5 separate regions of the Sus scrofa genome follow, and regions 1, 2, 3 and 4 are each linked to region 5. Evidence: chromatin contacts called from public HiChIP or PLAC-seq and promoter capture Hi-C data. All regions are on one chromosome and are shown on one strand. The core of a region is the stretch at or near the end of the contact, and the rest is flanking DNA. Distances in the headings are between cores, read along the strand shown.

Region 1 (4,277 bases), core at 655-3,154, 390 kb after region 5:
ATGACCTTGGAAATAGTCTTGGGTGATGGGCTGATTACAATGACTGGATATAAAGGACTGACTGTGTAGCCGCCAGAAAGAAACACATTTTTGTAATATCTCAGTTGTTTCTATTGGCCTGGCCTTCCTTGCATTCACCATGGGAACTGAATCAACAAGTTTGTTTGCTTTTATTTCAGTGATTACAATGCATTCTTTTTTTTTTTTTTTTCCTTCACATACAGGGAAAAAGGAGTAAAGAACAAATGAAAGTCAAATGCTTGATGATCCAAAAGAAATGGGTATAATTTTATTTATCTTCAAGTTCAGCTGTAAAAGCGACTAGTTGCAAACTTTATTCCCTCTGCTCTCTCTGAGGACCTCAGCCTGACCTTGTGGAACCTTCTTTCTGGGAAATTAAAGAATTTCCAGGATTAGCTCAAGTTCTGAGGCTGCCAACTGTGACAATCTACAAAACTCTCTTAGGTAATGATTCAGACCCCTCTTCTGCTCCAGGCCAAGATGGTCCCTGATGAGTTGGAAATATTCTAATTTCCTGGACCTAGACCACAAGGCGAAGTGACCCTGGAAGAATTTCAGAAGGGCAAGTTCAACACGTCTGCATACTAAAGACTCAACAACTGATATACATGTAACAACAGAAATGTAATTGAACTTGAAAAGCAAGAATTAAGGGGTCATCAGAAACAAGTTTACAAAAGAACACCGGAAGGGAGGAAGGAAGGAGGAAAGAAGGCAGGGAGGGAGGGAGGAGGGGACCACAGGGAAGGGAAGGGGTGGGGAGGGAGGAGGAAGGGAAGGAGGAAGAGAGGGCAGAGAGAGAGAAAGAAAGCTTTATGAATTTAATAATAATTGGTCTCCACCACCTGATTCTGAAGGAAGTCATTTTCTGAACATCCCCTGATATGAACTTTTGAATTCTCCAGCAGAAGGCCAAGTTTCCAATGCTGATCGGATAAAATGCCAAATATCTCTCATCATTATAATCCCAAGATGAGGAAAAAGAGGAAGAACGAATCAATATTCTCAGTTTATTGTCGAGGGGCCCAGAGAAGGGTCAGGCTTGAGAGCCCACCAAGGACTGCACTAGTTAAACTAGATGTCACCCTGATCCCTCCTCTGACACTCGTCTTTCCTTACATCTCCTAAACCATGCAGACAGCTGGGCAGGTAAGAGAACATCAAAGTAAGCTTCCAACTCAATTCTGCCACTACCTCATTCTGTGGCTTCCTTAGGCCTTGTTCCCCATTTGAAAAGTGAAGGCATAGGACTGGAGGGCCACTGCCATCCCTCCCATGTCTCACATGGCCCAACACTACTGTATCTCTGCAGAGACTGGCATTTCCCCCCCCCCCCCCAGCCACAGTACATTTTCTGTCTTTTAAGTTTTACCCAGTGTTGGTCCCTAGGAGTCCCTTGCGGTGTCTGAGGAGACCCGGGGCAGGAATTCAAGCTTTACTGGCCAACAGGAATGCCCACTTCTCCTCACTCCTGCAGAGGAAAGTTAAAGTCAGAATACAAGGGTTCTAGGTGACCTCACTCAGGAAACCCACTGGCATATGCCCTTAGATACAATCCAAAAGGGGTAAAAGATGAAGATCCATGTGGGGAGATTTACTGTGTAAGCCAAACCTACCACAGGGTAAGCTCTCAGTGGGAACATCTAGGAAATAAATGGGTAGCTTTTAAAATAAATGACTAGAACTTCAAGGCTCAGATGTTTTCCACTACCCAAGATTTGCAGTTTCGTGTATATGACCTGGCTCAGCAACTCTCTCCATGACAATGGGTTTCCACAATGTTAGTTGAGGAAATTTTTAAGAAGAGTCAGCAACTCCAAGGAACTTTTCATTCAAGGACACTCAAAATGTTATGTAACTATTATTGCTTATGATCCCGAACAGATGTGGCAAGAAGGTTCTTCGTTTGAGAAATAAGGAACATTTCATAGACATGTCTCAGGGAATAGAGGACATGAACAGAGCCTCCAATAAGCCACTCATAGAACCATCTGGGTTCCCAAAGGGTTACACGTTGTCAGAAGACCTGGGTTTAAAAGATTAGAGAGAAATGTGGAAGATTCATGGAGAAACAAGAGGCCCAACTCGGTCTTGAGTATCAGATTTCCCCAGTGACTCACTGGCCCATTTGCTTACAACGTTTTTGCAGAAGTCTTCTGGAAGCCTGACCAGAATGGAGCAAATCTAGATCTATCAAAATGACTAACACAGATAATAATGTGTGCTTCTGGTTTTTTAAAAAGTTTTACGTTTCAACTTTATCTATCTATTTATTTATTTATGCTTTTTTAAGGGCCATACTCATGGCATATGGAAGTTCCCAGAACAGGGGTCAAATCGGAGCCACAGCTGCTGGCTTACATCACAGCCACAACAATACCAATCTGAGTCACGTTTGCAACCTACACCATAGCTCACTGCAACACCGGATCCTTAACCCGCTGAGCAGGGCCAGGCATCGAACCTGCATCCTCATGGATACTGGTTGGGTTGATTTCTGCTGAGACACAATGGGAACTCCTGAACTTTTTTATATTACCTTTCAGGTCAATTCAGAACGCAGCCTCCTCAAGATGGACCAACATTTAGAAGACTTTGGTAGATCTGATATATTAAACAAGAAAGCTGAATTCATGTTGTGATGCAGCGTAAACGAATCCGACTGGGAACCATGAGGTTGTGGGTTCGATCCCTGGCCTCGCTCAGTGGGTTAAGGAATCCATCATTGCCATGAGCTGTGGTGTAGGTCGGATCCTGCATTGCTGTGGCTCTGGTGTAGGCCGGCAGCTACAGCTCTGATTGGACCCCTAGTCTGGGAACCTCCATATGTCATAGGTGCAGCCCTGAAAAAACAAAAACAAAAACAAAAAACAAGAAAGCAAGTCACAAAGCAGTATGTACACTATGATCTAATTTTTGAAAAAAATTTACATAAGGGTATGCTTAGAAAAGTAGACAGAATTATAAACACTGATATCTTACCTTACCTTACTGAAACGGCATTATAATTTTTTTTTTCTTTTTGGCTATATATTCTATTGGCACATAGAGTAACCTGGATAAATTTTATAAATACAATGTTGAGCAAAAGAAAGTGTTACCAAAGAAAACCTACTATATGATTCTGTTTACATAAAGTTTAAATACAGGCAAAACTCACCTATGCTTGTAGAAATCCAGATGGTGGTTACTTTTGTGTGTGGGGGCGGGGGGGATTAGGGGTAATGACAGAAATGGGGAGCTTCTAGGGTATATTAACATCTTCTTTCTTAATCTGTTCTGGTTACACATGTGTGTTTGCTGAAAAGGTTCATGGAGTTGTACACTTATGATATATATATCTGTGTTACGATTCACTTTTAAAGTTACTTAAATGTAAACCGCATCCAACGAGATCTGCATCCAGAGGGTTCCTCACACATACTGTCAGGAAGTCTAGAGAAATGACTATTACTTTTGGGTGGGGTGAGATATTTCAACGTGCCTTTGTGTGTACATTCATCCCAATTGGATGGTACTGATCACAAGAAGGGGGCTACAGTATTTTCTTAGCTCCATCTCTGATAAAGGGGCTCTGGAACCAGGCTCCTGGAGTGCAGAGAGACAAACACAAGTTTACGTCATGGAAGGGTCTTGATTTGTGCCTATCAGTGTCCTTCACATCTTCCTTGACAACAGTGTATTGATGGAGATTCTAGAAGTCCAAGTTTTCATTTGACTCGGCCTCACTATAAGGCTTGATGAATCAGCCTGGACCAGATGCAGCCACACGGGGAGGTGCACTTCCCACATGGAGCTTGCATTCTTAAAAACAAGCGAAAGTGGCTAAATTTGTTAGAAGAGAGGCTCTGTGAAGGCTGGGACCTCATAACCCCAGAGCCTAATGCAAGTCCTGGCATAGAACACAGGCTCAATAAATATTTTTGACATGAGTGAAAGTATAAATCCACTTTCAGAAAGAAGAAACTGTTCTAGCTCGAGCAGAAGTTACTATGAACGGTAAAGGGAAAGGGAAAAGATGGAGCAAGATGTTATATATTTAGTGACTTGTATCTCTGACTCAAGTAAACCAGGTCAGGGATGAGGGGATTTGTGTTGCTGTAGATTTTTGGTAAAACCACTAAGGAAAAAGCACCATCCAAGAACAATATAATCTAGCCCAGAAATGTCATTTAAAATTTTCTAATATCCACATGAAAAAAAGGTGAAATAAATGTGAATGATAGATTTTGTTTAGTATAGTATATCCAAAACGT
Region 2 (4,746 bases), core at 1,579-4,078, 470 kb after region 5:
AGGCTGCTCACCACTTTGCAGGGTTTATTTTGCTTTTAGACAAACGAGCTTTCCTCAGAGAGAAAGGTGATCTGCTTTTTCAGAAGACTGCCCCCTTCCCTCTCGCGCTCAGCCTGACTGGTCCCCCCTCAAGCACTGAGACCTACAGCAGGGTTGACAAGAGTGCAGCGTCCTCCCCCCAGTATTACGGGAATCATATCGGTCCTGCTGTTTTGGGACTTTGTGGCTTCACAAAAAGCACAAGCAAAGAGGATGAAAATGGAGACCGTATCAATACCCACTGGACAAAAGGAAATCACGTTTTGGGTGCCTGAGGGGGAAATAGCCACAAAGTTTTGATGTGATCCTTGCAAGCCCCGAGGGAACAGGGTATCTGCTCTTACGCCCACCCAATGGAAGGTGCCAGGGGAGGAAGAACTTAAGGCAGGAGAGGCGTGGGCAGCCTCATAAAGGCTTTACCTGGGAGCCAGCTATGAGGCAAGAGACTGATTCAAAACGAATTTATTTTTACGATCTTCAAATATAGAATGCAGGAATATAAATGAAAGAATGCCCATGCCTGACTATGGCTCCAAATTAATGTAACATACAGCAGAATCAAACAACACCTTAAATAAAATTCTTCATATTCATCAAATTATGTTTCCCCACAAGAGCCAGTCAAGTTAATGGACATACATCACTTGGTATGTTGAAAAATACTCCTTATGTGATACCACCACATTTAACTGAAATTCTATAAGCCTCACAGCTAGAATAACCATTTCCCACGATTATCCATTGCTTTTGGTTGGAGGAACTCATCCTGCTGGTATCCAAAACCAGCGGCCCGTGTCCGTTCCCTCATCACATCTCCGGCAAAGATCCTACCTCTACCATTAGTCAGAATGTTTTACAGCAAACGATGCTGCATTGCAAGATGCTCCTTCAGCAAGATTTAATACAAGTGATTGCCGTCTTCATTAATGTTGTTGTTGTTGTTAGGAAAATACTGTGGAATGTTCCGAGTGCAGATCGAGAACTCCATGCCCCAGCATGGAGTGGCCTGGAGCAGCAAATCTCCAGGCACCTTTATCCACCCTCTGATTTTCATCTTCCAACATAATAAAAGTGAAATCTAGCAAGAACTGTTTGGCTTTATGATCTGGGAAGATACACTGTTGCTTAATGTTGCATTGCATTCATCTTTTGCCCTTTAGTGCTCTCTACTCCGTGATTCTCCTTTATCCCTACTCAAAAATAGTTGTTCTTTACCCTTGAGCCTGCCGTTTTCTGTCCCAGAGCCCTGAGCGGTATGGCCGGGGAAGAGGGATGACCCCTCTGTGGTTCATTTCACTGCCAGGACCAGTGCCAGTGGCTTGGCTTCTACTTTAATAACGGGAACGTGGGCAGCAGAGACCACATCTGACGAGGCTGCTCAGCCTCAAGGTCTTCCCCATCAGGCAGATGCAACAGAGCTGCCTTTTGCAGTGGAGAACATGAGCTATCTTTTATGCTCTCTTCGTCAAAAAGGAGTCTTGCTGGAAGAAGAGCTTCCCAGTCCATCGGCAGGACAATTCACTACATAACCTGTTCGTGTTTCTCAGAACTGAATTGCGGAACACCGCTCTTCAGGGGCACAGGGACATCATAAAACAGAGTGACACTGCATCAAAGATATGTCCATGGGTCTAGCAGCAAAATAAGTCATGTCAGGAGAGAGCAGCAAGGATTTTTTTTTTCTTCCTCTCAATATTGCCTATGAGCCTAGATCAATGGCATCTTTTCCAATAGAAAGTGCATTTGGTTTCAATTCACTTTCCAAACAGCAGAGACTAACCCTTAGCAAGCTGGAGAACATTAAGCTCCATTGTTCAGGCTGAGGATGACTTACTTGGGTTTACTTGGGTGGCAGGAAGCAGAATGGTCTTTTCGCTGGAGAAGAAAACGCCTGTGGGTAGCAAACCTCATTGCCAAACAGCCTTTCTTTCTTTATATTTTTTTCTTTCTGACAGCAAAGTAAAAGCAAAGAAGCATCTTGTATCATAGCACTGGAAGGGACCTCAAAAAATCGTCTCACTCAGCCACCCCTAGAAGATGTTTGTTTCTTAAATAATTATAGAAACTCCAAGGCATTGTGATTTAATAAGGTCTAAGGGTACCGCAAAGGATTTTATAAATGATTTTCGTTAAGCCCCTTGTGGAGCCTTTTATTATCTTAAATAATGAGAAAATGAATGAGATTCTTTCAAATTTGGCAGCTTTTAAGAATTTAGAGGTTGTTGAGTGGAAAAGGTAGGAACAGGATCCAAGTGGTGCTCTTCTGGCCAAAGAAAAATACCTGTGCCCTGGTTCATGTCTCAAACAACCAGAAACCCACGTTCCATCACTGCAATTACTCAGAAACATGCTGCCAGTTGCATTTTTTTCTCTCTGACTGACAGAAAGGATGGCACATTGGATAGGCTAATACAAGGGAAGAATTCCGACGCACAAAATATCCTAATGAAGGGTCCTCCAGGAAAAAGAAAACAAAAACCACCCAAAGGGCAAATTATGTAATTCTACCCTTGTATTATTTAGAAAAATGGCAATGGCGATGGGGCGGAGGCAGGGGGGGCGGCGCGGATACCATCCACGGTATGTTCCTCGAGCACCTCCAATCAAGGGCTCTAGCCATTTAAAAACATGTTTCCTGGCTTCAGACTGGCTATAAATAAATTTAATAAGCATGGAAAAAAAAAAATCCCTGCATCATTTACAGTTCTCTCGCAACTACTCCAGCTGACAAAAATCCAGTCCAGATGTTTGTTTTGCAAGAACAACAGCAAGAGGGTGAACTTCCATCTCGAGTATGAAAGTCCCAGAAGAGAAGAGGATGAGCTTGAAGAGAAAGGGACTGGCTGGGCTGGCGGGGAGGGTGTGGACAAACCTGGCTTGATATGAATTTCACAGACACTCGGTAATTAATTTATTTTGTGTGGAAGAAAGCCAGTTTATTAGCCTTTCCCCTGTCTCATCACCCGTTTCAAAGCCACAGGGGCTTGGCTGATGAAGCCTGAAATGGTTGTTTCATAACCTTTGCTTTTAAATTAAACAGATGACCTCAGATTTTGGAGCCGTTGTTGACTCAGGGGAAAGTATGCCATTAAAAGTGTGCCAGAAACAGATTTAATTGGTACAAGTCCCAAAAAGTGCTCGAAAGAGCACAGGCTTCCCGAATATAGGTTTCAGGGAAATTACTCAAAGGCCGCACAGCTTTGTCAGAATTTGAGCTGTGGAACAAGGCAGCTGAAAGACTCCGTATCAAAAGGGTAAATTCAATTCAGGAGATATTAATCTGATTACCTAAGCAAGGCCGTGAATCGGATATGCTCCATTGTCCGCTCTCGTTCAACCTGGACAGCTGGAGGAGCCAATGGCTTCCTTTCCCCGACATAGAATTAAGTTTTAAGAGATGATCGGGTTACAGAGACAACGTTTTAAGAAATATTTCATTCAGGAGTGGCATTTACAGTGCTCGTCTGTTGCAAGAGACATTGTTCACTTTACTTCCTTGAGCCACACTGGAGAGCGTGGGGATCAGGGCCTAGGGGCTTGGTGTTTGCGTTTCAGGCTACAATAAACGCCCTCCATGCACCTGCCTGGAGGAAAAACCAGTCCAGCCGCCTCCCAGGACAAAAGGGCCCTGTATTAAGTGCTGAAAACCCAGACGTGAACTGACCCTGGCAAATTCCAGCTAGGAAAAAAAAAAAAAAAAAAAAAAGCAATATTTTCATCCAGTCCAAGAGAAGCTGTCATGGAGGTTTCTGAATTTCCTTTCTCATCCCCACTCAGCCTGAACAACAGACATCACCTCCTTTCTCATGAGTCTCCTCGCCTTTCTAGACTCCTTTCCTAATGGCGAAATGCTTTGCCTGGCGCACCATGACCTGTCCTCTAGTGAGCAACACGCACTTTCCTGCTTTTTGTCCACCAGGCCCTTCCTACTGAAATCTTATTCGGGTTATTACGGACATGCAAATACATCCTCCCAAAGAGACAGCATGACTGACAATGTGTTTTCCATGATGTCCTGAGTACACCCTTCCCACCAACTCCAAGTGAACTTAATGGCAAGAATGTTTATCAGCAGGGAAAAGATCAAGATTATAGTTCCCAGAATTCCCTGGTGGCTCAGTGGGGTAATAATCTGGTGGTGTTACTGCTGTGGCACAGGTTCAATTCCTGGCCTAGGAACTTTGCATTCTACGGATGCATCCAGAAAGACAAAAAAAAAAGATTATAGTTCCACCAGGCCCATCGTGGTCCGTGATGCCAGTTGGTCACAGGCCATGGCAGGCTGGTCATGCAAACCAACTGTAGATGACTTCCTCTGGTAGAGCTGTTCAGCTCGGGCTTGTTCCAGTTCGTGCCTGGAATCAATCATGCTAGTCTCTGCTGAGCTGTGTATTGTCATGAAGCAAAGTGATTTCTCACAAAATCTGAAACCCAACCAGATGAGGCATGGACAACTTTGCCCAGGGTCGCAGATAAATAAACTAAGAAGGGCAAGGTGGTTACCTCAGCCTGAGAATGTAGATTTGGTTACAAAACCAGAAAAGGATCCATGAATTATAATCTCTTACTTCTCTAAGCCAACCTTGAGTAGAGGGCAAGATTGATTAAGTCATGATTTTGGTATTATTTAAAACTACCTTAGGAGTTCCCATCATGGTTCAGTGGTTAATGAACCCTGCTAGTATCCATGAGGATGCGGGTTTGATC
Region 3 (4,618 bases), core at 1,860-4,359, 280 kb after region 5:
GACAAGGATGAGAGAAGGGGCCATCTGCTTCCTGTTCTTCCCCCACACCCAGCCTAGTGCCTGACACACAGCAGGTCCTTACTAGACAGTTGCTGAATGAATGAATGATTTCAAAGTGGAGATGAGGCCTTGGGTCAGGAAGAGCGTGTCTAGGTGTAAGAAAGCCATGAAACCTGGCAAAAAATACTTGAGATTACATCTTGTTTTCCTAAAGTAGGCCATGTAGCCACTTCCTCCTCCCACATGATAAAGTTTCATGTTCAAAAAAAACCCTGAACAGTTAGAGGAAATATGTAGGCCCTGATCATGAACTTGACAAATTGCTGCAAGTCTAAATGTCTCATATAGGGAGCGCTCAAATTATATTCATCCATATGGTCAACTCTCAATTATCCATTCCAGTGGTTAATCTAATAGCCAATAATCTAATAGTTTCTAATTTAATAGCTTGCAATCTTGAAAGTTTTACATGTGACTATGGATTATGTTTCCAAATTTGCATCAGGATATAAGGAGCTCTGATGGTTTAGGAATTCACGTTACTTTGAGCTTAGGTGTCCAGTGTCACTGTCCCTATTAAGTCACAATGGCCTATTAAGGACTCCTCTGGGCTCCAACCACATGCAGAAGAAATACTGCCCTGTGCTTGGGAGAAAAATGCATGGGTTTTTTTGGTCATCAGAACTGGAGTCCAAACTCCAGCTCTTCCATTAATCCAGCTCTGTTTTCATGTGACCTGGTCTCATCTTTGCTTTCTCATCAATACCTACCTCCCAGGACTGTTAGAAAATGCAGTCAAATTCTCAGGAAAAATTAATCTGAACGACTCCCTGCAGTTGATGCAAAACAAGTCAAAAGCAGAGTTGGGCCCTCTGTAATCTTTCTGTTTCATATCTGAGGAAAGAAAGATTTCTCTTCTTCTCTTTTTCATTCTGCTTTAAAGGCCCTTCTCTTCCAGGCCCAATAGGCTAAAGTAAACAAGGTCCTTGTTTCATAAATCATATCTGGTTGTGAAAGCTCCTGCTAATGCCTGTACAAATCTGAAAGATAAATGCTGTCCTGGGCAATCTAATATAGAAACTGATCGTGGGCCCTGCCTGGCTCCTAAGTCCCTATTGATGGTATGAATGGCGGTGGCTTTCTTCATGTTAATGCATGTGTCTGGGCTTTTGCTCACGTTGTCTGGAGTCAAAGTCTCGGGGTTAGAAAGTGGAGAACATCCTGAGAGCCAAGGAAGAACCAATCATGTTGTCAGTGGGTGGATGGGACCCCAGCGTTCCCACCTCCTTTTCCTGTCATGAAGTTTATATCTCAAGGGAAAACAGCTGTCCATGCTCAGGCCAACTGGGACGGAGGCCAGCTGTTCCTTCCAGATGCCAAAAGCCAGATGTACAGCCCCTTCTTCTCTCCCACTCCCTAGGCCTCAAGTCTCAAACTTGAGCAAATTTATTTGTAACCCTGCTAAAAATGCATTTTTCCCCCCCATCCCAGAGACTCTGACTCAGTTAGTTCAGGCTGGCGTGGAAATCTGCATTTGAAATAACACCACCTTTACCACCCCCTCTTTCCCCCCCCCCCTCCCCTAGGAAGTTCAGATATAACTGGTCTGAAAATCATACTTGGAACAAGGGTGTCTCCAGTGAAGACACTGGCATGCTGGTAAATGTTTAACAACTAGTTTTAGAGGGGAGAAAGCCTGGTTGGTAGCATGCTGATTTCTGTGATGTAAATAGCCCCATCATGGTCGGGTCAAGCTACCAACACGACATCTTGATCTTGAAGATGGGAAAAGGTGTCTGCAATCAGTCCTTACCACGGCACAGGAACTGGCTTAGCAGGCCACTGGATGGGAGCCTCTGGATGCCTCTGCATGGTGGGTCCCGGGCTCTGGCATAGAAAGGCCACTGTTCAGCCGGCAATGTCACATCCCTTAGTTGAGTTGTTTGTTTGTTTCCCCCTAAATCCTCAGTGCTTTGAATAGTTTGTTTCAGAGGCTGGTTCCCAGAGACCTCTAGGGGTTCCAAAGCAGAAGAGAGGATAGGGCGAGAGCTCCAGGAAAGAAAATACTGTTCGTGTGGGACGTTGGCCTCTGCCACACTGTCAACCTTGTTCAACCCAGCTTTCAGCAGGGAGGCGGTTTGCAAACACCTGCCTCTGCCTCCGTTTGATAAGCTTTCTTGTCGACGTGCATGAACTCGATCCTGCTGACCTGCAGGATGATGAAAAGGCTGAGTGTTGGGGACCTGAGGGGATGAAAGGGGCTTGGAAGAGAACCATGGGGTGGTCATATGACCCAGGGTCGCCAGCGGCTTCAGGCGTCCCCTTTGTCTCCAGGCTCCGGCCCCACGTTGGAAGGTTTTGGTGATTTCCTCCCACCCCCGACTAGGCGAACAGATGTGGTGAGGTCTCCAGTTCCCAGGGCTCTGCACACAACTGCTTGTTGTTTCTCGCCCATAGACTGGGGCCGTGATCACAGACGGAACCAAAGAGCCAATCACTCACCAAAGAACCAAGCAAGCCCAGTCAGGTGTCAGGTCAAACCCCTTCAGTATGTCGGCAGAAAAAAGCTAAACTGAAATAGGCTGAAAAATAACCCCGTCCCTCCTGTCTTGCTCAGAGTCCACTGCAGGAATGCTGAGGGGCCTCAGGAGAGGCAAGGCTGCCGGCTCTCCCACAGGGATAAAATCCTTGTGGATGCTGTGACCATTGGGACAAATGCAGCCTGCTGAGTCTCTCATCCTGATGGCGGTACCACTGGTGTGGGTGAGACCCTACCCACTTCAAGCTTGGAGCTCGAAGGACCCCTCTGCTCTGAAAAGGATGCCTTCCGAGGTCCACTGAGCTTTCACTGCTCATTGGACGAAAAGGAGCGAAGAAAAGCAGTACAAAGCAAAAGGCACAAGAGTTAGCTTCCTCATTCCTCCTGAATTGTTCAACCCTAATTGTCCAAGTAATTTCTCAGAGCCTGGCTTCCTCCCACATTCACATTCTTTCACAAGTGGGGCAAAGAGAAGCATAAAAGACCCTAACTTCCTTCTATAAAGAACTCATCCTATATCTGATCCATCCACGAGAATAAGCCAGTGTCTAATAAGCCACTGTTTCTAGCTGATGCAATAGCCGGCAGCCATGACAGTCTGACTCAAAGACCTGGCACACGCATGTCTTAGGGTGAGTGTGTAGCACATTCACGCCAAATGCTAGAAGCGATGCAACAGCACCCATTTCCCTAAAGGAATGGGTATTTAAAGTGAGGTTTATGGACCCCAAGACCCTGAGAAGATAGCTGCAAGGTCCAAACTACTTTCATCATAACTCCAAGATGTTATTTGCCTTCTTCACCATGTTGACATTTGGGCAAAATTGCTCGTGCCAGACACCATACTGCTGGTCATATTCTTCACTGCCATGAGGTCATGGGACCAAAAAACAAATGAATAAAAAACAACAACAAAAAAAGGCAATCAGTTAAGCCTGCCCAAGCTGAAAGAGTAAAAATTATGAATTTCATGAAATCTTGCCCAAAGTGCGACATCTTTTTACTAAATGTGTGTGGTTAATTGGAAAGTAAGCATTAAGAAAGCACTCTGGTGGATCCTGAAGTACAACAGTTGTTTGGAGAAAAAGCATTTGTGAGAGTGAGTTGCGAGCTGAACTAGCACTTTTATGAAACACCATGTTTACTCGAAAGGACAAAATCGCCACGGTTATGAGGACTTGGTTATTTGACAGCTGTTTTCCCCTAAATGAACCATTTGAATTTGTCACTTCGAGAAAGATAATTGACCGTGCTTGTTGCCAAAATAGAGGCTTTCAAGCAAAAACGAGAGTTTATGAAAACTTGTATCTGCCACCCTTTCTGTACTTGGAGATGTTTCTGATGAGATCAGTGGTGATATTAACAAATGTGAATTTTTAGTTTTCATCAGGAAAGAGATGAAATTCAGATCTGCATTAACTTAGTGAAGCAATATTTTCCAAATGACCATGCAGAGTATTACAAAATCATGCACGGGCAAAAGAGCCATTCAAAGCGCAAGACAGACCAAACAGATTTTAATGTAACTGAGCACAAAGAGTTCATTGACATAGTTTCAGATTCCATACTGCAAGTAACCCTTAATAAACTGCCATTTGTCGGGCTCTGGTATAGTGTCAAAGAAGACTATCCACAATTATCTGAAAAGGCTATTAAAAATATTCCTCCCTTTTCCAGCTACATATCTATGCGAGGCTGGGTTTCCTTTATAAACTTCAACCCAAACAATATTATCACAGCTGATTGAACGCAGAAGCAGATATGAGAATCCAGCTGTTTTCTATTAAGTCAGACATTAAAGAGATTTGCAAAAATGTAAAACACTGTCATTCTTCTCATTAAGTTTTGTCCTATTTTATTGTGGGAAACAATTATTTTTACAGGAAGATTGTGTTATTTCAAATTTTTGAACAAATCTATCAACTTATCAGTTTTTATGAATTCATGTGAATTGATTCATATAAACATATGTTAAATGGATTAAGAAAGAAATATTAAATATTTTTCTGGGATTTTTTTCTTTTTTTTTTTTTGGCTGTGCCTACAACATGTGGAAGTTCGCAGGCGAGGGATTGAATA
Region 4 (4,791 bases), core at 1,552-4,051, 260 kb after region 5:
GGAACCAGCTGCTCTCCGCAATCACCTGCTAGATCCTGAACTGGACCCCAAAGTGGGGGCCTTTTGTTATCAGCCGTCTAGGGCCCCTGAGCCGTTCTTGGTAGAGGTGAGGTGAGGCAGGATGTTGGAGTTGGAGCTGGCCCCCCAAAATGTTTCCAAGTTGAGGACATCCACCATGCAGCCTAAATCTGGCCCTAGCCTCAGGGTCTGTCAGAATGAGGACATACTGATAGACTATACACAGGTATTTCTGTTCTTCTCAGGGGCCCAGGATGGCTAAGAACCGCCCCCTCTTTCATCATTAACATGGTACGAAATGGGCAGAGTGAGTCCCCCAAGGTGGCAGCTCCTATTTCCTTTGCTTTGTCCTAGGTGGACCCATCTTCCTCCATCGTGGCCAGAAGTCCCTCCTCCCTCCTCCTTCTAGCCCTCAGACCTTGCCTTCTGTCTCCTCTTCTTTCCCACCTTCCCATTCAAGTATGTTTCCTCCAGGTTTGGGCTTCTGGTCCCCTCTTCAAACTCTGCTCTCTTTGCATGCCCTTCCTCTCGGCCAGCTTCCTTTACCACTGGAAACCTGCGACCTGAGCCCGAAGCCATCTCCCGAATTGCCCGCATATACTGCCAACTGTTTGCAGAATCTCTCCAGTTGGAGATGCTGAACATTCTACAGTTGTCTCAAATCACACATGTCCAAAACGGATCTCATTAGCCACGCTCTCCCGCTTCCCATGACAAGGGCCTCCTGGTGTCCCTCCCCCATCCTTTCCCCCTCCGTCAATGATCTCACCGGCCACTCAGACATCCCAGTGGAAACCTTAAAGTCACCTCTGACCCCTCCCTATCCCTTCCATCTGTGCCACCGTTGCGCCAGCTCAGGCTCCTAGCCTCGCTCTGCACCTTCAATCCCTCTTATGGGCTCTTCCAGCCTTGGATCGCCCTCCACGTTTCAAATGGGAGACGAGTGTCTACACCCAGACTCTTTGCCGAGGGCTTGCTTTGTGCCCGGAACTGGGCATACCACAGTAAACAGGGCCAGTAGGGTCCCTCTCTTCATGGAGCTCATATCCCAGCTGGGGAGCCAGATGGGAACAAAAGCACAAAACAGACCAGTGAATAAAATACGTCTTTGTTGTAAGAAGTACTCCAAGAGGAATGAAGCAGGGGCTGGGGTGGGAAATAAGGGGTGGCGTGGATATCTCTGCCACCCCCCACATGAAGACCTTCAAAGGCTCCTGAATACCTAGAGGACAAAGTGCAAACTCCTCAGCTTGGCAGGCAAGGCCCTTGCCAATCTGGTCCAATCTCTTCTCAGCTCCTCTTCCACCACCCCCTCCCTCCTGGCTCCCCTCCACCCTATGCTCTGCATCCTATTCATCTCTGAATCCCCAGCCCCTTGTTCCTGGCAAATAAAGGTCTGTGCAGTCAGTGTGTTCTCTTCACGCATTTGTCCCTCTCCCCTTTCTCACGGCTGCCTTTGGTGAAGCATCTTTACCATGGCTCTGTCCCCTGAGTTTCTGTGGCTTCTCACCCTGTTTCTGCCCCAGGTACTTGTAATATTTGACTCTCTCTCTCTTGCTAAATTTCTAAGGCATGGAGGGCAAAGGCGGTCTTCCATTCGGAAAAAAAAAAAAAAAAAAGCCTGGCACACAGTGGGTGCCTGAAACCTGCCAGTTGAATTGACTGCGAAGAGGATGAAGAAAAGGGAAGTGCTTGTTGTCCTTTGTAGACTGTTTCCTGCTAAAACAACTCTAGTGGCCAAAATATTTGATGGAAAGAAGCAGTGTGAAGGCGTCCATTGCCAAATGGACAGCCAGAGGTACACACCTCCTCCTGCTCAAGGAACAGCTTCACAGAGCCTAATTTTGTCACTAGGTCTTTGAACAGATTTTTGCACAATCAAAGCAGAGAACAATGAAGCAGATATGTTCCCGGTGGAAACTGGTGCTCAAAGATTTGCCTGTATCCACAAGAACGGAAGTGTCCCTGGCTTGTAAATTGGTTCTAGGGCTCAGCTCATCCCTTCACAGGGAAGAACCAACTCCTATCTTCTCTGTTATTCCTCCATCCCATTCTTGGAACACCATTTCCGTCCAAGCAACTAGAGTACTTGTTTGGAACTCCCAAGTAGTTTTTCCCTATGACCAGAATAATCTAACACAGGGGTCTGTTGGTTTTTGGCAAATGTCTTCAAAGATCCTGGTTCTTTTGGTGGGGGCGGTAGGGGGGGAAGTGGAGGGAATGAAGCATAACAATTACAGTAAAAAATCTGATTAAAGGTAAGAATAAAAATAAGAGGTAGATTTTCTGAATTTATGTAGGCTCAGTGCCTGCTCTCAGAAAGGTCCTGGGCATGTGCCAATCTGCCCGGCTTTCTCAAATCACTGTTGATTCCTTTGAATTTCACACATGGTCACCTTGTCCTCTTTTCTGTTTTCAGTCTCCCCAGAAAGCACCCCACCCCTGGCCTGAGCATTCCATGCGTCCTCCCTCCTTAGGGAGCATTGCAGCTTTTTTTCTTGACAGCTGTATTTTATTCACTCTGGTTCCATGTCGCCAACCCAACTGTCCTCAGCCAAGCCTCCAAAGGAAATATGATCGACTTGCTGCGTCAGATCACTTGGAAATAGATACGACTGGCTTGGAGTCACTCCATGCGGGGCTGTAAAATTGTTCTCTCTCCTCCTAAGTGGGTTGGGTCAAACCCAAACTGAGGCAAGAGGTTTCCAAGGAACACAGAGCAAAAGACTGTAGTAAGTGGTGGTGATTCAGTCGGTGGCCCTCTCGCTTCTGAGTCAGTATGAACCTTCTCCTGGCAGCAAGTCTGCGGAGGTGGCCTTCAAGAGTCAAACAAAACAGTGAGGTCTTCCACACTGGGGCTCATGAAACTTTCTACAAGAGGAGCAGGGAGGCAGGCTTGGTGTGAAGCTCTTCATTCCAGCCAAGTTCTCGTCTATATTTTTGTGTTTCCAAGATAAATGAAGGTTAGTTAAATTGATTTTGAGATTTGTGTCTCTCATGCACAGCTGGCAGGGTGTCTAGATGTCCCTGGGGCCAATGCCACAAAACACCTTTGAAATTCTCACCTATCTTGTCCCAAGTCTCTTTGACATTTCAAATGGAGTTAGTCTCTTCTTTGAATTAATTGTGCACTGTGTCACTTTGTTCTAATTACCCGAGAGGCTGTCTGGTCTAATGAAAGAGCCTAGAATGGGAATCAGAAGACCAGGGTCGAAGTCCCAGCTAGATCACTCAGTAGCCAACTCCCTTAACATGCTCAATTGCCTCATCTACGAAATGGGAATTGTGATACATGCTTGAAAAACCATAAAGCGACATATCAATACGGGGAGATTTTGGCCTACATCCAGTCCAGTCTTTAAGAAAAGAAGAGGCTAAACAGAATGGGGCAGGATAAGGATTTTTAGGGGGAATATAGGCCCACAGTCCCTGAGCAGGCAACAGCATCCGTCTGGAACTCAAACCTAAAACCCCTGAAACATCAAAGAGAGTCTCCTTCTCTGTGCTCCACAAAGGAGGCCACAGCCTTGTGCTTTCTGCTCTTTTCTTTAAAGTGGGGAGGCCGGGAGGGCGGGGGGGTGGGGTGGGGTGGCGGGGGAGAGAAGGGGAATGAAAATAAAAACTAAACAAAAGTAACAACAATCACTTTTTATGGTCAAAGATGGAGCTAGGAAGAAAAACAAAAGCACACTCTGATTTTTTACAATTCTCATCATCTGGCCCTACTCTACCAAATCCTTTTTTTTTTGTTTTGTTTTTTTTGGCTGCCTTGCGGCATGTGGAGTTCCTGGGCCAGAGATCAGATCCCACCCATCTACTGTTGCCACCTATGCCACAACTGAGACAACAATGGATCCTTTAACCGACCGTGCCAGACCAGGTATCGAATCTGCATCCTGCTGCAGAGATGCCACTGATCCCGCTGCCATAGCAAGAACCCCTACAAAATCTTAAATCTCTTGCCTCACATGGATTCTTCATTCCAACGTCTGTCTCCTTCTCTCAAACACACCATCTAACTCCACCCTTCGCTCTTGGTTAAAATTCTGTCTAACTTGGAATCCCAGCAACCCTCCATCAGCTTCATAAAGCTTCCTTCCCTGCTCCTAAACCACTCTCTGCTCCTTCCCCTGGTTAGGGGCTGTGTGTTTCTCTAAACATTTTGGGTCTTCCCTGCTGACTTTCTTGGGAGGATGGATCATGTATTTCCACCTAGAACCTAAGTTTGCAAATATTCACTGTTTGACCACATGGCTAATCATACATGTCATTTAGAGAAAAGAGTGATCAAGCTGGAAAATAAATAACTTTCTTATTTCTATATGAAGAGCAAGATCTTGGGAGGGTGGCGGGTGAATTACATTGAACAAGAGGGAGATGGATTAATGACTCATAGCTCATGGGGTCAGAGCTTATCTCAATGGTCAAGGATTTCTGGCCGTTATAGTTCTGATGAGCCCTACCCTGGACTGTAAGGGACCCCCTGGGCCTCAAGCCTCAAAATAAGCACAGGGAACTCAGAATTCTTCCCCTGTGTTTGACCTCAGCAGATTGTTTAAATTCTCTAGATCTTGTATTAAAAACAAACAAACAAAAAGGAACAAGATGGGATTCACTCATGACCTGGAAGCACTTGGAAGCGGCTGAGAACAGACAGATCTGTCCAGTGGATTCTGTCTGTGTTGCTTCGGTACAGCTGCTGGGGTCAGATGCCAGCACAGGCATGCTCTTCTGGGAACACATCCTGCCAGGGGTACATGGCCTAAAGGAAGT
Region 5 (4,549 bases), core at 872-3,371:
CGGGTGCGGGTCTGGACGCGACCTGGGCCCCGCCCGCTCCCGGTCCCCTTCCCCCTCTCTTTCCACCCTGGCTTCTCCGCCCTTCCCCGCCCCCCAGCAGAGCTTCGGGAACACTCCAGACTTAAAGACCAACGGACTTTTTTTTTTTTTTTTGCTGGGGGAGTGGGGGAATCAAAAACCGAAATAGCTTCACATCAGGACGCAGACTAACATTGTGGTTTTAACGCGCACCCTATTCTGTCCTGAAATCTGGAACTCATTACCTCATCGCTAAGAAACTGCACGAAACCGCTCCCCCCGCCCCAACTCCTCCGAGCCGGGAAGAGAGTGAGCAAACAGCCCTTTAAGAAAGAAACCTACATTTGAATGATTTAAATTAAGGTGGATGGAAGTTATTTCCCCTTCTGGCGCTTGCCAGATTTCAAGAAAAGCTGAAAAATGGGAGCAGCGGGAGGGAAGCAACAAGCGGCTGGACAGAAAAAGTTGGGGCAGCAGCCGGGTTAAAAATGGGGAGCCATCAATTTAAGTCAGAGGGGACAAATAAAAGGGCGGACTGAGGATCACGTAGGTTTGTGGCTGCAGCAAAAGTTTTGTGTTTCGCAAAGATGAAAAACGACAGGTTTCTAAAACAGTTGTGATTTGGAAGGTTTCCGGGTTTGCTCAGAGGCTGACGAATAAATAAGAAATGCAGTAAAAATGTGTGTGTGTGTGTGTGTGTGTGTGTTGGTGGTGGTGTGAGAGTGCGACTCAGGCGCTCTACTCCGCCCGCCCCGTCCTTTCCAAAGAAACGTGCTCATAATGGGGTGACCTAATTACATCGCAATGGAACCCGCTCTTAGCCACTCAGCGCACAGGGTTTCATAACAGACCCGGCCGCCTCGAGTGCTGGGAAGAAACGTGCGAGGGCCAAGGAGGCGTCCGGGCACGCGGGGAAATAGGAAAGAAATGCGGCCCCAAGATTTCCATCACGGTCTTCTCGCCAGCAACCCGTGGGCAGTGGGGCACACGTTGACAACTTTTTATTTGGGTGGGTGAAGGGGCATCTGAACTTAACAGTAAATAAATATATACTTCCCAGTTTTCAAAAGCATAATAATCAATTGGGGCATTTCGGTTTCGAGGATCCCATATCCCCCCTCCTCCCATCCCGCCAAAACAGCTCACTGTGACAAGCCATATGTTCCGTTCCCCTGGGGGCGGGGGAGAAGCAACAATAAGTTAAAAGTGTCGCCTTCCTCCATCTCTTTACCTTTATTTTACCAAAGCAACTTTTTTTTCCTTGTTCAGTGGTTTAGGTGTATGTGTGTGTGTGTGTGCGTGTGTGTGTGTGTGCGCGCGCATGTGTGTTGGTAGGGGTAGTTTCGGCGCGGCCCGTGGTTCAGAGTGCGCGGGGAAAGTTGTGCCTTGCTGGGTGGGTTTTTTTTTTCCCTCCGAGGAGGAGAAGAGGCGCTCATGAGGATTCGGGTTTTCTTTACAAAAACGTTTAAAGATCGATGTGTGAAATAAATACACTCCCAAGCCTGTTAAAACAATCCGCCAGGGCCGTGGTCTTTTCGCTAACAACCCGCCCCCCCCACCCCTCCAGTCCACTCTCGGAGGGTGTCCGCTGCAAAGCGATCGCGGGTGTAGACGCGTGCGGCGGGCTAAATCGCTCTGTGCTCGTCCCCGCCAGGCCAGGGCCTCCTGGGGGGAAAAAAGTCTCCTAATCCTCCTCTCTCAACCCCCATCCCCGCCCCTGAAAAAAAACAAAACCCTAAACTTGAACGCTTTGTGAGCTTCTTATTTTCAATCTCCTCTCCCCGTGGGGTTTGCGGAGGGGAGCCGAGTGCGAAAGAAAACTCGGGGAAAGAGTAAGTTATGCGGGTACTTGGAGAAGTTTCAAGGGAGATCTGCTCAAGATGGAAACCGCAGCCCGGGCGCTAAGGACGGGCTTCTGCTCCAGCTTGCAAAAAGAGAAAGTCGAGCCCGCCTTCCTGCCCGACAAAAAAACAACAACACAACAACAAGAACCCCGAAGAGGGTGGAATGAGTGATGTCACAGAGCCGCGCTCGCAGGCTGACAAAGGGGGGGGCTCCCCTCCTCCCCCCGCGCGGCGCACCGCCCCAGAGAGGGGCGCCTGCAGCGAGGGGTAGCCAAGCGAGCGGAGTCGAAACTTTTCCTCTTTAAGAAAAAAAGTTGTGCGCAGCTCGCAGTGGGTTTTTTTTTTTTTCTTCTTTGCCTTCTTTCCTCGTCTCCCCTCCCCCTTCTTCCTTTTGAAAGTTTCTTTCTTTTTTTTTTTCCCCCGAGTTTGACCGCATGGCTGATTCAACTTCAGTGTCAATCAACTTTTTTTCCTCCTCTTCCTCATTTAAATAAGTTTAAAGCTCCTCCCTCTTCTCCGGCCCACCAAATCTGAAACTTATATAAATTGGGCTTCGCGCGCCGCAGCCGGGGAGAGTCAGAAAGGCGAGGGGCGCCGGGAGCAGGCGTGTGGGACTCCAGACCGGAGAGCCTTCCCCGCACCGGGACCTTCACAACAAACCAGATCCTCGTCCCTGCCCCGTGCGAGCGCCCAGGATGACTACCACCCTTGTGTCTGCCACCATCTTCGACTTGAGCGAAGTTTTATGCAAGGTAAAGTGGGGCGGAGCATTTACTTTTCTAAGCCTTTTTCTTTTTTCTCTTGTCTGCCAAAAGAACCCCCCAAAGTTTAGGTCTGGGAAGACTGGGAAAAAGCGAGGAGAGGCGAGGTAGTTGTTTTTTCCGCCCCATTTCGCCCCCCAGTTTGAAGGAATTTGGCGCTTTCCTTCCCATCCTTTGAATTTCAGCAGCTCCTGGCGGGGATTACATGGGAATCTGGAGTCCAGAGTTTTGAGGGGCGAAGTTTACGTGGGGCTGCCCGGGGGACGCGGGGCATTGACCGGGGCAGTTTTTTTTTTTTTTCTTTTTTTCGGTGATTCATTCGTCCATAACGTGCTGCTTTTGAGCCCGGTTTCGGTAGTGGGCTCGGTTTCCCTGTGAGCGCTCAGGGTGTCGCCGCTGCCGGGCGACACCGCTGCCGGGAGGGGGTTCGAGTCTCTCCAGCCACATTGCCGGACTGCGGCTCGGGAAGTGGGGGTCCGGTGGAGAGGTAAATCTCAGGACAGTGTTTTGCTGGGATGTGTCCCCTTCTGTTCTGGAGAGGCTGGGGATCTGCGAGAAAAAGGCCAAGAGTTGTGATTCAAAGGATGTTGCAAAACGAGTTTGCAGTGGGACTTCAGCTCGCCACAGTTCGGCCAGGCTTCCTCCTGTGATAGCCGATCTCCTGCAGACTTTGGGCGAACGTGGGACTCGCTCACCTTTTTTTTCCCAAGGGACCGCGACTCGTAGATGTAGAGGGAATTGGGCGGGGGGGTACCGACAACGAAACTCCTGTTTGAGTTCAAGGGTCTCCGCGAGGAAGGATATAATAGGGGCCTCCTTAAGCCGTGTAGCTTGCCAGCCGGTGTGGAAAAAGGCAAGTTTTAAATCCCGAGTGTTCCAGGAGTGCGGCTTAAGTGTACACAACAAAAGCCCATGACTTAAATTTTTTTCGCCTCCTCCACAATTTGAAAGAGGGAAGCTGCTAGGCTACTTTTAATTGCTAAAGTGTTTTGCTTTCTTTTAAACACGTCGGGTCATGTTGCTCTCTTTTCCCAGCTTGCTTCTCCAGTCGGCGCAGCTGCCAGGGCCCCCGGGCTGCAGGGTTGGGGTGCAGGGACGCCCTGGAGCTGAAGAGCAACATCAAAAAAGTTTGAATTTCAGCTGCCTTCCCTCCCTGCACTTTCCCAAACTTAAGTTGCCTTGGCGGCCGCGGCACTTCTCCCTTCTCTTCCCGGCTCTCCTGCTCTTTGATCTATTTCTTTCTCTCGCCCCCTCCCCCCCCCCGCAGGACTTTTTAAATGAACCTCATTGTTGGGAACAGGCTCTCAACTTGGTTCCTGTAATCCGCTCCGTGGGGTGGTTGCTGTTACAGATTCCCGATCCCCCGCAGCTGATCCTAAGGGACCAACTTTAGAATTTGCACAATGACACCCACATGGACTGGGAGCCAACTCCCAAACCCCCTGCTAGCACCCTTTCCAAATCTTGGGAACAGTTTGGGCAGGTGAATAGGGTCCCATTGGAACAGAAACCTGCCTGTGGTGCCTCTGCGGGCCACCCCCCCAATCCATTATTGACTGGGAGGCGGGTGGGGGGATTTGGGGCTTTCCTTTTCCTTCCCACCTGCAGCTTTGCGTTAAAGATTAAACGCTGGTGCTCTTATCCAAGCCTGCTCTTGCAGCCAGGAGACTAACTGCAAAGGCATCTTCCCAGTGGAGGGGGTGGGGTGAGCAGTGAATGGTGGGAGAGATTATTGTAGAACTCACCCCTTCTGGGAGCATGGGGCAATGAGTTTTATAATCGGGAATCACATCCCTCTCCCTGCTGCCTACCCCCCCCCCCCACCAGTCAGGGGTTTCTCCTTCCGCCTCTCCCTCTCCCCCTCCCCTCAGCAAAGTAAAGCAAAGGCTGTCAGGAAACCTGTTGCCAAAGGAATGGAACACTTCT

The links. Promoter capture Hi-C pulls out the DNA fragments that hold promoters and counts their contacts. HiChIP or PLAC-seq counts read pairs in DNA pulled down with a chosen protein or histone mark.
Region 1: a promoter capture Hi-C map of fetal skeletal muscle shows a contact between it and region 5, with 5 times the contacts expected there. The contact joins the enhancer-like site here to the promoter of ZFP36L1 in region 5. A contact is called at or near these places in 5 of 5 promoter capture datasets (fetal liver, fetal skeletal muscle, liver and 1 more), 8 of 47 Hi-C or Micro-C datasets (alveolar macrophages, embryonic fibroblasts, fibroblasts and 5 more) and 2 of 2 datasets of contacts at active chromatin or transcription factors (alveolar macrophages and skeletal muscle).
Region 2: a promoter capture Hi-C map of fetal skeletal muscle shows a contact between it and region 5, with 8 times the contacts expected there. The contact joins the enhancer-like site here to the promoter of ZFP36L1 in region 5. A contact is called at or near these places in 4 of 5 promoter capture datasets (fetal liver, fetal skeletal muscle, liver and 1 more), 4 of 47 Hi-C or Micro-C datasets (embryonic fibroblasts, liver and skeletal muscle) and 2 of 2 datasets of contacts at active chromatin or transcription factors (alveolar macrophages and skeletal muscle).
Region 3: a contact with region 5 is called in a promoter capture Hi-C map of fetal skeletal muscle, with 5 times the contacts expected there. The contact joins the enhancer-like site here to the promoter of ZFP36L1 in region 5. A contact is called at or near these places in 2 of 5 promoter capture datasets (fetal liver and fetal skeletal muscle), 4 of 47 Hi-C or Micro-C datasets (alveolar macrophages, embryonic fibroblasts and omental adipose tissue) and 2 of 2 datasets of contacts at active chromatin or transcription factors (alveolar macrophages and skeletal muscle).
Region 4: a contact with region 5 is called in an H3K27ac HiChIP or PLAC-seq map of skeletal muscle. The contact joins the enhancer-like site here to the promoter of ZFP36L1 in region 5. A contact is called at or near these places in 3 of 5 promoter capture datasets (fetal skeletal muscle, liver and skeletal muscle), 11 of 47 Hi-C or Micro-C datasets (embryonic fibroblasts, fetal skeletal muscle, fibroblasts and 5 more) and 2 of 2 datasets of contacts at active chromatin or transcription factors (alveolar macrophages and skeletal muscle).

Annotation. Positions count from the first base shown.
Region 1 is chr7:92,099,703-92,103,979 of Sscrofa11.1, reverse strand. All of the region lies in intron 9 of RAD51B (DNA repair protein RAD51 homolog 2), which reads right to left. LOC106507734 (a long non-coding RNA gene) reads left to right here. Exons shown (of 3, transcript XR_002346146.1): 2 at 225-1,170; 3 at 2,568-4,277. Among named protein-coding and RNA genes, the nearest start is that of ZFP36L1, 390 kb to the left of the region's middle. Within about 2 kb of position 1,904, at least 18 of the 83 cell types and tissues checked have an H3K27ac peak or open chromatin away from gene starts, as enhancers often do. A contact at or near this core is called in alveolar macrophages, fetal skeletal muscle, mesenteric adipose tissue and 4 more, where this site is marked.
Region 2 is chr7:92,028,868-92,033,613 of Sscrofa11.1, reverse strand. All of the region lies in intron 9 of RAD51B (DNA repair protein RAD51 homolog 2), which reads right to left. Among named protein-coding and RNA genes, the nearest start is that of RAD51B, 440 kb to the right of the region's middle. Within about 2 kb of position 2,828, at least 26 of the 83 cell types and tissues checked have an H3K27ac peak or open chromatin away from gene starts, as enhancers often do. A contact at or near this core is called in fetal skeletal muscle, liver and skeletal muscle, where this site is marked.
Region 3 is chr7:92,214,037-92,218,654 of Sscrofa11.1, reverse strand. The region is part of intron 11 of RAD51B (DNA repair protein RAD51 homolog 2); the gene reads right to left. Among named protein-coding and RNA genes, the nearest start is that of ZFP36L1, 280 kb to the left of the region's middle. Within about 2 kb of position 3,109, at least 13 of the 83 cell types and tissues checked have an H3K27ac peak or open chromatin away from gene starts, as enhancers often do. A contact at or near this core is called in alveolar macrophages, fetal liver and fetal skeletal muscle, where this site is marked.
Region 4 is chr7:92,237,436-92,242,226 of Sscrofa11.1, reverse strand. The region is part of intron 11 of RAD51B (DNA repair protein RAD51 homolog 2); the gene reads right to left. Among named protein-coding and RNA genes, the nearest start is that of ZFP36L1, 260 kb to the left of the region's middle. Within about 2 kb of position 2,801, at least 18 of the 83 cell types and tissues checked have an H3K27ac peak or open chromatin away from gene starts, as enhancers often do. A contact at or near this core is called in embryonic fibroblasts, fetal skeletal muscle and skeletal muscle, where this site is marked.
Region 5 is chr7:92,493,436-92,497,984 of Sscrofa11.1, reverse strand. It overlaps ZFP36L1 (mRNA decay activator protein ZFP36L1), which reads left to right and starts at 2,121. Exons shown (of 2, transcript XM_013989124.2): 1 at 2,121-2,614. The coding sequence starts at 2,558.